Regions from separate parts of the Pan troglodytes genome. Here region 2 is linked to region 1. The links are chromatin contacts, called in public Hi-C maps. All regions are on one chromosome and are shown on one strand. Each heading gives the region's core, a stretch centred on a gene start, on an enhancer-like site or on the middle of the called end of the contact. The rest is flanking DNA. Distances are from core to core; before and after follow the strand shown.

Region 1 (2,700 bases), core at 85-2,584:
AAAAGCCTCCAGCAAGAGACAGCCCCACAATGGGAACTGCAGCCTCCCCTTCTCCCCAAATCCCTCCCGAGTGGTGTACTTCGGGACCACTCTTCAGTCTCTGTGCAACCGAGTTTTATTTTAGCCCACAGGACCCTGGTTTTTCTGGCAGGGGGCACTGCAAAGACGGGTTACAGGCCGAACACCTCACAACAGAGACAGCAGTATTCTCTCCAGGATAAAAAGGGCTTGTGTTTAATCCTCAGTCAGGGCAGGGGGGAAATGCCTCTGGGAATCCAAGTCTGTGGAACCGGCTCAGCAGAGAGATGTGGCTTTATAGGCAAACAACGTGGCATAGAGAGAGGAACCTGGCCAATTCTGTCTTGTAAGAGTAGTTATGTTATGTGTTGCAAGGACTCCACATTCCATGGATTTGTGAACTCAGATGGAATCTTGTTTGTCCAGGCCTGCATGACCCCATTTATCTAAAAATTACTAACTTCCTAGTTTATAGTTTACAATCCTGTGCCCGCCGCCCCCCTCCCCCCCCCGCCCCCCTCCCCCCCCCCGCCACGCCCCCATGAGCTTTCTCTCTATTACTCTCAGTCTCTCAGGTTAAAGCCTTGCTCAATAATTCAGCTGTGGACCAGTTATTCTGATTATTTCCTCATCTATCGTCTTACAGTCATCATCATAATAATATCTGAGATAATATGAGCATACAACAAGACAGTATGTCCATAGGAGCATCTCTAAGATCAGGACAGTGATTTCTTGCTCATGGAATAGGAAGGATTTATGTTAAAGCAAGTTATAAGAAAGCAGTTTAATACTTTACAAACGTTAAGTTTAAAAAAATCATAACTCGCTGGAATCTTTTCTCCTCTCTGGATATTGGAGAACTCGCCCAGGTTTGGGAAAAGTTAGCCAGCTCCTGCAAAACCCCTCCTCCCTCAGCCCTCCCCGCGCCCCCTACGACCAGGCAGAAAGGGTGGGAAGGGGAGCACAGCTCAGCATTTATTTCTGGATCCAGCTCACTAAAAATACCTCGGCTCTCCTGTTTGATCACTCTCCCTTTTGACCTGAATGGATCGCGGGAGCCGCGCCGCCCGCCCCACCTTCGGCCCGTTGCCCTTTAAAGGAAAAGGGCGTGGGGACGGATTCCTGCCGCTCGAGGGATAGAAGCGAGCTGGGTAGTCAGGCGCCGCGGCCATGCTGACGTCAGGGCAGCCTGCGCTCTGCTCCGCTCGCTGCCACAGTGCAGAGACCTCCCTGAGGGAGGGGGACAGCCTCGCGCTGGGATTGGCTGGCCTCGCGCGAGCGCCGGCGCGGAGTGGCTGGCGAGGTTTTAGAGGGAGTCCCGCTCTCCAATTAAAGCGGCCCAGCTGCGCCTGGCTGCGCACAGAGCTCCCTCCCAGGCCCGCGAACTTGGCCATTCAGCCGCCGCTGTCCCCGCTGCGCGCCCTCGCGCCTCTGCCTGAGAAGCCAGGCGCTGTTCCACCACCCCAGAAGAGGATGGCAAAGGTGGCTAAGGACCTCAACCCGGGAGTTAAAAAGGTGAGTGGAAAGCTGTTTGTATTTACCCAGATTCTTACTTTTTCTTGTTTCCCCTTCCCATCTGTTCGCGGAAACTTCCCAAAAGGTAATGAGAAGGGAACTCTTTAAATTCCAAAACTGCATGGAAAACAAATAGTTGGGAATACATGTTTGAGCTAACAGGCACACACACCCCAAACCCAATGTTGTGTGAAATATTTGCGAAGGGTCTTATGTCTTTGGTGATGCTAGTTAAAATTTAATTAAGGTTTTATATATATATACAATATATATAAAATGTATATAAAATATATTATATCTATAAAATATATATATTATATATTATATATATATATGAAATCTTATGGTCTGTAAAGGAAAAACCCCTAGCTTCCTCACTCCCTGTCCTCAGGTGGCTGAAGTAAGGGTTGAGAGCATGTAATATTTACTCACAGTCTCCCTTGTGCTATTATCCCAGTGTTTTGTGTGTTTCCCCCAATACACACACACACACACACACACACACACACACACACAGTTTCTTTAGATGGTGATGTTGGCAGTGGCAGCAGTTCCAGCATAAGGGAACTGATTTCTGTCCCCAGGGTCTGCACGTTTCCCTTACAAGAAGGGCTAGCCCGGAGCCCAGAAGGTCACGGGTAAACTCCTGCACAGGAGCCTGCGGCTGTGCCTATAGCTCCAATACTACTTGTTGCCTACCTGAATGCAGCTGGGAGAAGGCACAGGCTGGAGACTTAGAGAACATGTGAACGGGAAGGGAACAGAGAGACAACCTAGGCTTTACAGATCGGGAAACTGAGGCCCGGGGTCACAGAGAGTTGGTTCTAACAGGCAGCTGACTGTAAGGCAAGCCCTAGGCATCCAGACTCAGTCCCTGTCACTTTTTAACTGCACGTTATTCACCAGGTCACTTTTCTGAGCCTCAGTTTCCTTGTCTCTGATGTGGGGAGGATAGGCCTAACCTGCCTCATGGCAGTGGTAGCAGGGTTATTGACACTGTGAGTTAATTTCCCAAAGCAGTCATTGTTAAACTCTGATTTCACAGGGTTTAGTCTTGCAGGGCAAAGTCTTCCTTAAACATCTGCCATTAACCTGCAGGGTAGAATGAGAGGGGGAAAAACAAAAGACGTGAGAATCAAACTAAAGACACAAACAGCCACTCAG
Region 2 (2,966 bases), core at 416-2,915, 54 kb after region 1:
CCCTCTTCATGGGGCAATACCAAGCCTGAAAAATCCCAGTCCCAGATGCTACTGCACCCGCTGTCACCCCTGAAGAAGCGAGCCCTTTTCCATCAGTGAGGCCAATACAATTCAAAAATACTTAGTCTCCCTCTTTTCCTCACGTGTCCCATTGCGCGGGGATGGAGGGTAGGAAAGAAGAAAAGATGAGAATCAAGGGAAGAAAGGGGAAACTGTGAGGCTGCAGCAGGCACTGTGCAAGGTCTCAATCTCTTTATTTTTATTTTTTTAGATACACGGCTCTCACTCTCTCACCCAGGCTGGAGTGCCGTGGCAGGATCATAGCTCACTGCAGCCACAAACTCCCGGGTTCAAACCATCCTCCTGCCTCAACCTCCCAAGTAATAAACCTCTTTAACTCTTTGTAACAACCAGTGAGAGAGGTTGGGGTTGTGATACCCATTTCGCAGATGAGGAAGCTGGGGCACAGTGAGGTTACCCCACGTGCTGATGACAGTGGGGCTTCGGTTCAATCCCCAGTCCTTCTGCTTCACTGGCAGAGTGAAGTCTGAAGCCGTGTTGGGGTGGGGCCTGGGCAGGGTGGGTCCGACCATGCCAGGGGATATATACGTGAGTGTTTAGGTTCTCCAGGGTGGGCAGCAGTGTATGGGGTAACTTGCAGCTCAGCCCACTGAGCATTTGGGAGCCTCTTATCTGCGTACTGAGAACAATGAAAGGATTCCCATGTCCACCCCCAGTTCCACCCACTGTGGGTTCTTGTGGGCCTTTTGAGTATCAGAGATCTCCATGGCCAGGGAGCTGCCGACTCCAGCAACCTGGACCCATTCACACCAGGCTGGTGGGAGCCCCTCGCGCACTCTCCAAGCCCTGCGCTCCCCACCTGGATGGAACTGATGGGCCCCTGAGCTGGGTGGGCAATGATCTTCATGTTCTGACTGTTAGCAGCTCCACCAAGCCATTGCCTTGCGTTTAGAGAGCTCGCTGAATATTTTCTCAGAAATTAAATACACAGATTTCCCGGGCATGGTTATTTTGCCCAGGAATTTCCGCCTTTCTCCACACCCCGAACTTGTAACTGAAGAAAGGGGAAAGAAAGCCAGAGCATAGCCTTTAATGTGATCTCTACTCTTTAGCATTTACCATTCCTGCCGGGCGCCTCCCCGTCTTGCCCCTTCCCCAACCACTCCTTCCTCAGGCCAAGTGACTGCCCCAAAAGAGCAAACTTAAGAGGAGGACAGTCCATTGAGAGAAGTGAAGATGTTCCCCACAGTCATAAAAATGTGTGAATATGGTCCGAAATCATCCTCCAGGATCCTGGGAGCACAGTCTGACCCCTCTGCCCCATTTCCCCACAAGAATGCTGAGAGGGGGACGGGAGGCCTCCGTCCCCTCCCTCCCCCCCGCCAAAGGTCTGCCTTTCAGATGGAAACTTACAGCAGCTGGCGGCTCAGCCCAACTCCAGCCCCAATAGAAGGACATATTTGTGGGCAAGGGACTTCCAAGTCTTTGTCTAAGCAGATGTTTGGCTTGTGGGCTCGGCAGGCAGGCTGGCTGGCTTTCCTGCCAGCCCCACTTGGGAATTTGAAACTGCCACTCCTCCCCACTTAGTGAGCCCCATCTGAGCTGGAGGACAGGAGGGTAAGAGGCCCAGAGACAAATCTGGGGTCATTCACCCAGAGGAATCCCTGCTCCCCACAGTCCCGCCACCCCTGGCTCAGGCACCATGGGCCGGAGCCTGGGGGCAGCCGCAAAATCACTATGGTTACCAGCTTCTCGGCATCTGCCTGCCTCTTGCTTTGCAATGGAGATACTTTGGTGACTTTCAGGGAGATCTTTTTTTTCTTCCAAAGAAACTTCCCTTTCTCCCACTTTTTATACTATAAATACTTTTCCATGTTGCCACATGGCCTTCACTAGCTTTTTTTTTTTTTTTTTTTTTTTTTTTTGAGTGGGCTGCATATTATTCCATTGATTAAAACAGGGATTGGTAAACTTTTTCTGTACAGGGCATATAGTGAATATTGAAGGTTTTTCAGGCCACATGGTCTCTGTCACGACTAATTAACACAGCTCTTGAAGCACTAAAGCTGCCATAGGCAATATCTAAACAGATGACCCTGGCTGTGTTCCAATCAAACTGTATTTACATAAACAGGTGGTGGGCTAGATTTGGCCCACAGATGGACGCAGTTTGCTGACCCCTGAACTGGAAGAATCATAAAGAATAGTTTTAGCTTTTTATTAATCTCTTTGGTTTTACTCAATTTTGTTTTGCTAATATGAGCTAAATGATGACGATGATGATGATGCTGTCATCTCCCATTCATTGACTACCTAGGTTATGCCAGGCACTGTGCCAGAGATTTTGCATGTTATTTTACTTAATCCTAAGAATTATCCTACAAAGTGTATCATCCTCCTTTTTACAAACAAGGGAATTAAAAGACACTCTTAGCAAAGTTAAACAGTGTTTTCAAACTTCAGGTCACAATCCGTCAGTGGGTAATACATCAATTTAGTGGACTACAACCAGAATTTTTTTTAACTGAAAAGGGAAGAGTGTTTCAGGAGTAGTAAATATTTTTCCAGGAAGCTTTTTTTTTTCAGGAGTGTGTGTGTGTATGTGTGTGTGTGTTGGATCAGGACGTGTAATGTATTTGCTACTGTGGATCACAGACAAAAACAAAAATTTCAAAAAACAAAGCTGAGGAAATTGTCTAGTCACCTAGATGGTGAGTAGTTAATCCAGAACTAGGATCCAGACCTGCCTCACTCCAAACCTGACACAGACTCTAATTAACAGGTGTTCCCATCTCTGGAGCACCCATGCAGTTCTAAGCCCCGGGCAAGGCCGTTGCAATTGGAATGAACACATCTGAGACTCTGTCCCTGCTCAGCTGTGGACCAAGCAGCATCCTTTTGCAAGGAGCCAGTCCTTGGGCCCATGCTTGTCAGAGCTGGATTTG

What was found. Hi-C and Micro-C count contacts between places; a contact is called where the count stands out from the background.
Region 2: a Hi-C map of stem cell-derived neural progenitor cells shows a contact between it and region 1, with 1.5 times the contacts expected there. The contact joins the enhancer-like site here to the promoter of LMCD1 in region 1. A contact is called at or near these places in 1 of 7 Hi-C or Micro-C datasets (stem cell-derived neural progenitor cells) and 1 of 1 other capture datasets (stem cell-derived neural stem cells).

The regions. Positions count from the first base shown.
Region 1 is chr2:12,533,093-12,535,792 of NHGRI_mPanTro3-v2.0_pri, forward strand. LMCD1 (LIM and cysteine rich domains 1) reads left to right here and starts at 1,335. Exons shown (of 6, transcript XM_516253.8): 1 at 1,335-1,536. The coding sequence starts at 1,495.
Region 2 is chr2:12,586,591-12,589,556 of NHGRI_mPanTro3-v2.0_pri, forward strand. All of the region lies in intron 4 of LMCD1 (LIM and cysteine rich domains 1), which reads left to right. Among named protein-coding and RNA genes, the nearest start is that of LMCD1, 54 kb to the left of the region's middle. Within about 2 kb of position 1,666, at least 4 of the 24 cell types and tissues checked have an H3K27ac peak or open chromatin away from gene starts, as enhancers often do. A contact at or near this core is called in stem cell-derived neural progenitor cells and stem cell-derived neural stem cells, where this site is marked.